3 separate regions of the Gossypium hirsutum genome follow, and all the other regions are linked to region 1. Evidence: chromatin contacts called from public Hi-C data. All regions are on one chromosome and are shown on one strand. Each heading gives the region's core, a stretch centred on a gene start, on an enhancer-like site or on the middle of the called end of the contact. The rest is flanking DNA. Distances are from core to core; before and after follow the strand shown.

Region 1 (3,609 bases), core at 371-2,870:
GTTGAGTAAATAATTGGAGATAATTGAAAATTGATTCTAATCCTATTGTTCAATTTGATGTTATTTAATTCTGTTTGATTATAACTTAAAAGGTATTGGATTCAGTTTTCAGCTCACAAGTTAAAAATGATAATTATTAGAACTGAATTTTTTTTATACTATAAAAATATTAGTAAAATAATATTAAATTACAAAAGATATTTTTGAAAATATTCAATAACCTATGAATCCCAACCAGAGAAATTCTATTTGGCTATCTTCGAAATGTTGTTCAATTCGATTTTGTTTTAGAAAAAAAGCCTAATATGGTCCGGTAACCACAATTATTCTTAAACTGCTTTCATCCTATGCTATTTTTCTTATTACTCATTTAGTGTCACCATCAATCATATTTTAACTCAGTTAAAAAATTATAAAAAAAAATTATTTACAAAGTAAGTTAGTTGTCTTTTATATTTTTATAAATCAATAAAAAAATTCATAATGAGATTTAAACCTAGAACACCATACATATAAAATTTTTTCATTTACCATTTGAACTAAAATAATTTTTAATTTTCATTTGAAATTTTTATAAGTATATTTATATTCTAAATTTGTATATATTTATGTATATATGAATAATATTATTGATTAAATTAGTGTTAGAAATAATTTTATGTAATAAAATTCCTAATATTAATACTAATTATTTGTTATGTTAATAATTTAGACTGATGGTCCATATTAATAAAAAAAAATTATAATGTGACAAATTAAAGTGCAGGTACTAACCTGGCTCGGTTATTGTTTTTAGAAGAGCCCCACCCTTCCAATAAACACCAACATGGCCTTCAGGGACTTGATGCAAAATGGATAAGCTGTTTCTAGTATACCAACATGATGGCACCATTGCCTGAAAATTCCAATCATGAATTTGGGTGCTAAAATTAGGGTTTTAAATTTTAACAAAGAATCATGCAAACGTATTAATACAAAAAAAATAAAAACTAAACCATACTCATAGTGACTCAATTATCAATAAATTTTGTTGATAAGGATATTTAGGATGGTGAGGAGGAAATCAAATCAAATTCTATTTATAATTATTTTTTTATAATATAAAAACAAATAATTAATATTGAAATTAGTGAAAACAAAATTAAACTACTATATAAAATATTTTTTTTAAAGAAAATATAAAAACTAATAAATTGAACCGATCCGAGCCAATAAATTTAATTTGGTTCTTTTATCTTCGATTACAATTTAATTTTTGAAAAAAAATCAAAATATCGTATAGTAATTGAATTTTTTCTTTTCAATACCATTCTAAACCCAACCCATATTAGATATATGTTCAGATTATGTTGCAATTCCTTAGCATTTACGTGTGAAAACGAAGAATGAAGGCACTTACCGGGGAGGCGATGATAACTATGGAAGCAAAGACAAGCATTGCGGGGATTCCGAAAGAACCGCCGCTTTGAGCCGGGGGAGACGGTGGTGCTGCACTATCTTGTGGAGGATCCATGGCTGTTGAACATAGCAGTATTTTGTTTTCTCTATTTTTCTTTAGGGGAAGCTGCGAAATCTTGAGCACAAAGATTTAGACTCGAAGCTTTAAAGAGCATTGGATTAATGGCGGCGACAAATTTGATATAATTTTGATTCATTTTCAATTAAATTTATAGGAAAGTTCTTCACCTAATTAACTTGGCAAATATATTTATTATTATGATAAATTTAACCTTAATATATATATTAATATTTTTGTTTTAATTCGTTTTTTACTTTCATCCTCAATTCTTTTTATATATAGTATCAGAGTTAGGAGATGAGAGTAACACAGTTTGAACCCGTGTCAAACCGATGTTTAACAAGAGTTTTAACCATTATTTCATTCAAGTCAAGACTTGATCTTCAACTTTTAAAGTTCAATCAAATTGTCTTTTACGAAAAAACTTATTAAACTGTTAAAATTTGAACAATATTGACGTGACAATCTGCATGGTATTCCTTTTGCACATTATTTTTTTATGTGAATACCTTTTTGGATTTTTATGAGATACATGAAGATTACCACTTGGGTTGGGCTGTCACTGTCAATACCATTAACTTCTAATAGTTTAATCAATATTATTATTTAAAAAAGATTAAAGATCAAAGTGATAAAAAGAGAATTAGGAATAAACTAATAAAATAATAAATATTAAGTTAAATTTGATATTATGCTTAAATTAAAATAAGATGCATCTACTAACCCTAAATCTAAGAAATTGCACGTTCGCTGCATAGAAATAGCATTTTAGAAAAAAAGAAAACGAAAAGAAGAAAAAACAATAGTCGACTTGTTTGTTTGTTGACTTGAAGTTTTAATTTTCACTTAAGAGAAAGAAAAAAAAAAATAAGACCAAGAATTTGCTAGAAATATAAATCAATGGATAATGCAATTCAAGGAAATTGCCCCTTTTACTTTTATTATTATTTTTATATTAAAAATAGGTGAAAATTATATCCACAACTAAAATAATTTAGACTTTGGGTTAAAATTAGTCATTTTTAAGTCATAAATTTATAGATATGTTTAAATAAAAAGATTATCAATATCCTTTTTATTTACATTAAGAAAGAATAAAAGCAATATTGCAACTTACATTCTAAATTTTATTTGTTGGTAATTTAAAAGAATATTTTCAGTTGTAAAAAATATTTTAACGGTTGTAGAAAATATTTTTAAAATATTTTTGGTTGAAGAAAATTCTCTGTTATTTTTGAAAAATGACAATGCTATTTTATCATTTTACCCTTCAAAAAACCATATAAATAGGAGGTTATTTTCCTTAATTTTCACAGAACAGAATAAGAGAAAAACAGTGAGAAAAACAACTCTCATCTTTCTATTCTATAAATTTTCGTGTTTTGTGAAATTACACGAGAAGGAAATTTTGTCTAGGAGATTAGGTTTTAAGCGGGACCATCTGTGACGTTTCTAATCTTTCCTGAGAATTGAACTTAGTATGGTTGTACAAGCCCAATTTTGGGCCCAAAACCCCTAAACCCACTAAGCCTAAAACCTAACAAAACCTACCCAAACCCCAAACGAGCCCAATATCCACTAAAACTACAAGCCCAAATACAACTTAAAATCAGAAAGAAAACCCTAGCCTTTTGACACCTCTGCACCGCAGCCTGGCCACCGCCAAGGGTCATGTCCACCGCCACTGTCCCCTCACTGCCCGTTTACCTGCAAGAAGAACAGAGTAATTAATTGAGAAGCAAGTTGTAGAGAAATAGGGCTATAAAGAGCCAAACAATAACCATTGTACATGGGGATTTTTTTGGTGAAAAATAAAAAGCAATTTTTGATTTTAAACAATAGCAAGAACAGAGACCACAGTAATATCAAAAGGCAAAAAAACAGTCCAAGCAAAGAATCGAAACCTAATAATCCAAGGTGATTTCATTCGATTACCATCATTATTTTCTTTCTTTTTTAACCTATTTATTCACATACATATATATATCATAAACATAAAAAAATATAAAAATAAATAAAAAAATTACCTTTTTTTAAATTCCGGCCACCGTTCGACGGTGCCGACGTGGCGGCCGGTGGCTGGTCCGGCA
Region 2 (3,609 bases), core at 526-3,025, 460 kb after region 1:
ATCGGGCTGTTACAATTCGCATAAACAAAACTCGATTGAGAAATCTTTATTTTCTTTCGTCTCTTTAATGGAACAAGAACATCTACTTGAACTCTAATCCTCATAAAATTTGTATACCTACGGTTTTGCTGTTTAGAATCATATTCCACAAAATTTCCAATGAAATTTCTGAACTATCTAGCAACATTTTTAGAAAATAAACCAGGGGGTAAATCATGTGTTTGTACCCAAAAATACAAGAAAACCAAAGAAACTTGCATCGGATCTTCATCCTCCTTTAAACGATAAAACACCAAAAGGTAATTATTGAACGTCCACATGGCGCCATTGATCACTCTGTCAATATCAAGTGCATGAAAGAATTTGAATAAAAAATGGTTCTCACCCAAATCTGAATTTTGAACTTCCCTCGATGGATGCCAGAGATTTGTCGAAGTGTTTCTCATTGCAGAAAAGTGTATCACACTTGCCGTAATAAAACATCCAACAAGACTGAATTTATAAGCCTTTTTTCTACAACTCAAATCCATCAGAAAATTGCCAAATCTCTTCTTTAACATCTTCTATACTCAACTTAGCAAGGTTTTTTTTTTATTTTTTTCCATTTTCGAAAGCAAAAATAACAAAAGGCAAAGGTGGCATAAAAAATGAAGAAATCAAAAGAAACCGACAAAACAAAGGAACAAAAGACTTGCTACTGTGAACAAAGCGTGTGAGCAAACTTTTGTCCATGCGCATTAAGTTTTAAAAACAATTAAACTTCATAAAATTAATAATTATCATTTTGATTAAAACTAAAAATTTGAAATTTAAAAAAATATAAAAATTAAATTGGTAGTATAGAGATTAATAATAAAATTTAGATGTTGCAATATATGAAATCACGTGCAAGTGTGAAGAGACAATGAAACCATGGTGGTGATATTCTTATAACTAATGATTCCCAACTTTTCCTTATTTAGGTAGGAACGTACCAACTAAAATATGCCTTCTCTTCTTCAACAATGTTTTCAGATAACGAATATTATTGATTATAAACATGGTTAATGAAAAGAATAATACTACGAAATTACAATTATAACATCATATCTCCACCATTATAATTATGCTAAACTCACATGTTCCTGTTTGTGAGGTTTTTAGGGTTTCTATTTTTTGAGAGAATGCCAAAAAGGGAAATCTCAAATGCATAAAAAAAAAATTAATCACAATTATTTATCATAATATTATCCATTATCTTATTTTCTAAAGCATTTTTTGCTGGACACATTTATATGAATAAAATATAAAGAATTAACTCCTCAAATATACTTGAAAAAGAAAAACTAGATTATTGAATTAATCTGTAATTTTATTTTTATTGATATTTTTCATTATATTTATGAATTAAATTTACTACTATGCTTTAATTGTGTATCGAATTTTTTCATTTTACTCGAATTTTACCATTAAATTTTGGTTTTTATTAAACTTTACTAGTTAATTTTAATTTAGAATAATTTGAAGACAAAATTTAATGAAAATATTTTTATATCTTATTTTAATATTTAACAATAATAAGTAAAATAAATACAATACTAAATAAAAATTATTATTTTCTAAAAAACTTATTTTATATATTTTTATTCTTCAAGTATTTATTTCATTAAATACAAAATTTTCAGTTAATTTTTTAATATTTTTTAAATATAAAAATTAAAAAGATTTTTCAAATAATCAAAATTAGAATTGAGCAGTAAAATTTAAGGTAAAGAATTTTTTTTTATTCAAAAATTGTAGTGGAGGCATTGATATAGTTAACACTTTTCATCAAAACTTGCTATTACTTGTAATTGCAGAGGTGTGTTGATGAAATTTTGACGAATTACTAAGGTATTCCAAATTTTGAGGTAAGGAAGCCCAAGGTCTCTTATTTCCCCATGAAATCTGCCAAAATAATGGGCCGTACCAATCGTGGCACAAACAAAAACAAAACTTGGAATGGGAAGTATATTTCGGATCCAGCCCAAGAAAGGGGAAAAAATATTATTAGTTCAAATTTTGTAGTTTAATCTGAAAGATAGTACAAGTAATTTCACCTACTAGTGTTTGTTTTTACGACTGCAGAAAAGTAATTAAAGAGGGGATGGAAGGTGGAAGAGAAAAAGAAGAGGAACAAGATGGCGTTTCCGTACATTCCCCTTGCAAAGCTCCGCCGTCCTCCGCTTCTTCTCTTCCTAAGGTTTCTCTCGCCGTTTAGTTTTTTCTCCGTTTTATGCAATTAATAATCACTTTTTTTGTTGATTTTTATTTAAATTTTATATTTATCTGTTGATTTATTAGGAGCAACAGGAGGTGGAATTGGAACTCAGGCTATTGGAAGCACTTGAAATTTATCCTCCCGTCAAATTACGAGGCACGTTCATCGCTTCTTCTTCTTTTTTTTTTTTAAAAAATTTGTTAATTGTTTTATTATAGGGAGAAGTGCTTTTGTATTTCAGTTTAAATATTGATTCTTAGGAGTTATCTAGAAAAAAAATGAATTGAAATTTCTTTTTCTGGATTCTAATTGTAAAGTTTTATTGGAAATTTGTATTTATGATTCAGTTTGTGAAGTACTTTTTAACATGCTAGTGATGTGATCAATTCAAATGTTGATTCCTTTGATTTTCTTATTGCTGTGGTGAAAAATGGTTAAGCAATACTTTCAGCAAAAACCTTTAATGAATATGTGTTTAGCTGGTAATTGCAGTAAAAAGGTCAGCTTTTTATTTCTAGTTGACTTGATTCTGTATTTGATCTGGTAGTTTTAGAACCTAATGGTGTTTTTTATGTCAATGAGACATTGGCTTAATGGCAAGGTTGAGGCATTAGGAACTTTTAGATTCCAAGTTGAAGTCCCTCATGTGTAAATCATGTATGCGCAAGTTAGTTTGATTGTTGACTTAATTGTTCAGTTCAGTGCTTGTAATGATTGATTTCGATGGAAACTGTTGATATACTTGTAAATTGTAACTTCAAAAAAAAAAATGGTGCTTCATGTATATTGTTTATAGGCCAATGTTAAGCTTTCAAACCCTAGAGCTACTTCAGTTGTTCAAATAACTTATATGTGGTAAATTATTTGGTGCATTTAGCAGTTAATGCACATTTTTATGGTAAAATAACTAGGATTCATTTTTGTCTTTAACAATCTACATTAATGCATAACTTTGAATCTAATTTGCTTCTCCGCAGGCGTGCATCGCCACTTTGTCCTCTATGGTCTGATGGAATTCCTGAGGAAAAGGTTTGTTCTGCCTCCTGTTCTTGCTGCTCCAAACTGATCCCCTCTTTCAATCCTGTTCTGTCATTTTTGTTTCTTTCATTTTTACTTATTGTTTTGCTAAATTTTGTCACAGCCTGGACCGGCATTTTTCTCCAGACGAGGTTCTGCAGTTGCTAGATCGTTTCTACAACTTGGAAGTGCTGGTAACTTGCTTGTTCTATAATTAATTTTCATGTCCATCAGTTAATTTGGTATTCCTTTGAAGATGAGTTTTGTGCATTGATTACTGTCTTGGTCTCAACATAAGAATTGGTAGCTGTCTTGTATATTAGATGAGGAATCATTGTTACTTATACTCTTCA
Region 3 (3,609 bases), core at 387-2,886, 420 kb after region 1:
ACTAGAAATTTATCACCTATTAATCTCAAATATTCACTTATCTAATTTGAGGACTAAATGGCCAAAATATTTTTGAGGACTAAATTTGTTCATGGCCAAGTTACTTGCCTAAACCCAAAGTCCTACTTAAAATTTGGAAGGGTTTGGATAAAAATATCAGGCTAAAAAAATGAGCTTAGACAAAAAAAATAAAAATTAGACTCATATAAAATATGGGTTGGGCTTGGGCTCAAACATTTAAGGCCTGAGCCTGGCCCAGTTTAGCTCATTTTCAATATTTATAATATATTATATTATGTTATTTTTATTTATTATATAATTTATAACACATGAAAATTAAATTAATAATAATATATAAAATTATAATGTAAATATTTAAAAAATGCAAAAGATGTCTATATATAAAATTTTAATAAATGAAAAACAATAAAATTATTAAATATTTAATTAAAAATAATATATATTTTTAAAATTTTCAAAAAGTAAAATTGGGTGAGCTTAAAATGGGCTCGATGGACTTAAGCAAAATTTTAGGATCATATTTTGAATCAACCCAACTTGAACAAGTATAAAATATACTAATATCATATTTAAATCTAACCAAACCTAACCCAATCTATTAACACCTCTATTGAATATTATCAATAAATTATATTATCGATTTAACTTAATAAAATTTGAATAAAAGCCAAATATATTCGTAATAAAAAAAAAAACTTTCAATCAGATATTACAATCTGGCTATAGGTGTGGTATAGAAAGTGCCAACATCAATTCTCATGTACTGTGATACATTGCAGCTTATGCACCAACAATGTCAATGCATTATTTGGAACAGGTGAAATTGCCAAAGGCTTCTTCATTAGAGGTGGGATGAGATTAGGGAAAAATCTTCTGTAAAAAAATTGTGAAGATCTTACCCATCATAGCACCCATGGGAATCGGGATCCATAAAGATCCTAAGACTTGAACACTAATATCATCATTCACTATAATTCAAAGAAAAAATATCATTCACCTAAATTAGATGAAAGTTAGAATAGCAAAAATAAACACCCAAAATAGTTAATCATGTAGTACTTTATATCAGGCCATAAAAAATTTTCTTAAGATACATGTAAAAAGGAAAAAAAAAAATTATTCTTCATACCGAATAAAGCTAGTTGGGTTATTAAAAAAAAATCAGATGGTAGAAAATGGGTTGTCAATGCTTAAATTCAATTTTAAATTTTATTAAAAGTTTACTTGTTGGGTCTAGTGATAAGGAGCTCAATTTTTTTGTATAAAATTTTTAATTTCAAATTTTGTGAAAGAAAAAAAAAGTAACATTGTGATAACTAGTCTACTATTAAAAATTTTATTCAACTGGATTCTAAATTTAATTGAAATCTAAAAAATAAAAAAAATAAAAATTTAAAACGAGAAAAGATTATATGAAGTAATGAATAAATCTTAAGTTAATATATGTAACATTAGTACTATATAAGAGAAAAAAAAAAACAAGGTTAGGTCGGAAAAGGAAATGGAAGGAAGTATTAGTTTGAAAATGAGTGGTTGATTTTTTATTTTGATGGGGTCTCTAAAGGTGTTGATTGGGGGGTTGAAATTCCTTACCCTTATAAACAAAAAATAATTGGACCACCTCCTTGTTAGACACTTTTCAGCCTATACCCAAAAGATGCCTTCTTTCTTCTCTCTCATGGGGTTTTTATTTTTATACAAAAAGGGGTTTGTTAAATATTGCCTTCTAAAAGTAACACTATTATTGCTAACTAATTGGGTTAAATTTGGGTTTGTTTTGTTTTTGTTTTTGTTCCTTGCAGCATATACATGGCCAGCTGGTTTTTGTTCCAATGGCAAAGTTCATCGACAAGATTTGCCCTTTGTGACAGGAGGGACAATGTGCCATGTTGCTATTACAAAATGTTTAATTTAGAAAAAAAAATATGTTTTTAAACAAATATAAGTACTTTCATTATGGAAAATTTTGAAATGTCAAAGAAAAAACTAACTGATTCAATACCAATAAAATAATTTAATTGAATTAATCGAACTAATCATACTAATAAAATAATGACCTGACTGATTCATCTATTTAAAATATCCGTATTTAAAGTCATAAGAAAAGAATTTGGATAAACATCCTAGAGTCACTCATGCTAACAAGAAAAGCCAGATATATTAATGCTTTTACAGGTCAAATTCATGATCAGTGGTACCAAACAATTTGGACATTGTTATTTACAAGTTAAAATCTTCTATTAGATTATGTATAATAGATAAATTGCAATTTTACTTCAATTAGTCACACTTATTTTTTATATTTTTTAAATTTTAAAATTTCAATTAAATTTATTTAGTTAAATTTTTCTATTAGTTTTATATTATGCCTAAGTCATGAATTTAATTCATATTTTTTAGTTTAACTATTTTTTAGGCTCCATGCTTTTTAAAATTTTAAAATTTCAATCATGACTCAAATGACAATCATTAAAATTATTAATTACTTTTTTGTGAGCATTGTATGAAAGTAATAAATTGACATAATATTATAGAAGTGATAATTATTTGGAGCATTAAGTTCTTTTTTTTTTTTGAAGATAATAGTTGAATTTTATTAAAATAATTAAAAAACAGTTCACAACAAAAAATAAAAATAAACAAAAGTAGGGAGTTGATGTAACAGCTTAATTTTTAGTAGTGTTAGAAATAGTAATTTAAGATCACTAAATTCGACGAGTGAGTTTGAAAATTTTATTATTATTTAATAATTATGAGTCAGGTGTGATTTTAGAAATATTATTGAATTAGTGAAATTGTGATTTAAAAGAATTATTAGGTTAATTACTCTAAAACACAAGGTATCGAGACCTCGATTTCATAAACCAAGCTATAAATATTTTTAGAAATATTTATGGAGTATCATTGAGTTGGTATTAAAGATTCGTTAGAAAATTTTAACGTTTTGACATTTAATTAAATAAAAATGACTAAATTGAAAAATGTGCAAAACTTGCTAAAATGATTAAACTACTCAAGTGATAAATATGGGAGGACTTAAAGGGCAATTGAGCCTAAATTGTATAGGCTGAAACGGCATAAGCAGAAGAAAAAAAAGAAATTATATGATTAAGGGGCAAAATGGGAAATAAATAAAATTAAAGTAGATACAAATGAAGTTTAAGAGAAATCTAGACAATTCTTTATAAATTTCCATCCAAAAATGCCATTGAAGGGTCCCTCAAAGCTGGTTTTTCATATTTTTGCATCATGTGAGTTCAATTCTGGCTCTTTTCTTGTAATTTTTGTGTTTTTAAGAATTTTACAATTAGGTCCAACTACTTATTTCATTAGTAATTTATTCTATGGATGATTTTGAAAGTTACTATTGATGAGTGTTTGAATTTTATGATGAGTTATCATGGATTTGAAGTTTTGATTTTGTTATATAATGATTTTATTAAGTAATTTTGATAGGTAATGATTTTAGGACTAAATTATGAAAAGGGTTGAGAATTAGGGTTTGGTGTTAAAATTCTGAATATTAAAGTCTAGATGGTAGCCTAAAATAATTAGATAAAGTGTTAATTGAGAAAAATTAGCTCAATT

The links. Hi-C and Micro-C count contacts between places; a contact is called where the count stands out from the background.
Region 2: a contact with region 1 is called in a Hi-C map of leaf, with 3 times the contacts expected there. The contact joins the promoter of LOC107896575 here to the promoter of LOC107894905 in region 1. A contact is called at or near these places in 8 of 34 Hi-C or Micro-C datasets (callus, fibers, hypocotyl and 1 more).
Region 3: a contact with region 1 is called in a Hi-C map of leaf, with 1.6 times the contacts expected there. The contact joins the enhancer-like site here to the promoter of LOC107894905 in region 1. A contact is called at or near these places in 2 of 34 Hi-C or Micro-C datasets (both in leaf).

The regions. Positions count from the first base shown.
Region 1 is chrA13:31,540,763-31,544,371 of Gossypium_hirsutum_v2.1, forward strand. It overlaps LOC107894905 (erlin-2-B), which reads right to left and starts at 1,621. Exons shown (of 9, transcript XM_041084858.1): 1 at 1,400-1,621; 2 at 775-895. The coding sequence starts at 1,513. LOC107894904 (a long non-coding RNA gene) reads right to left here. Exons shown (of 2, transcript XR_001683315.2): 1 at 3,547-3,609; 2 at 2,857-3,226.
Region 2 is chrA13:31,997,731-32,001,339 of Gossypium_hirsutum_v2.1, forward strand. LOC107896575 reads left to right here and starts at 1,776. Exons shown (of 6, transcript XM_041085034.1): 1 at 1,776-1,889; 2 at 2,107-2,221; 3 at 2,323-2,395; 4 at 3,217-3,268; 5 at 3,381-3,450. The coding sequence starts at 2,126.
Region 3 is chrA13:31,958,960-31,962,568 of Gossypium_hirsutum_v2.1, forward strand. No RefSeq gene overlaps it. Among protein-coding and RNA genes, the nearest start is that of LOC107896575, 39 kb to the right of the region's middle. Within about 2 kb of position 1,637, at least 4 of the 9 cell types and tissues checked have an H3K27ac peak or open chromatin away from gene starts, as enhancers often do. A contact at or near this core is called in leaf, where this site is marked.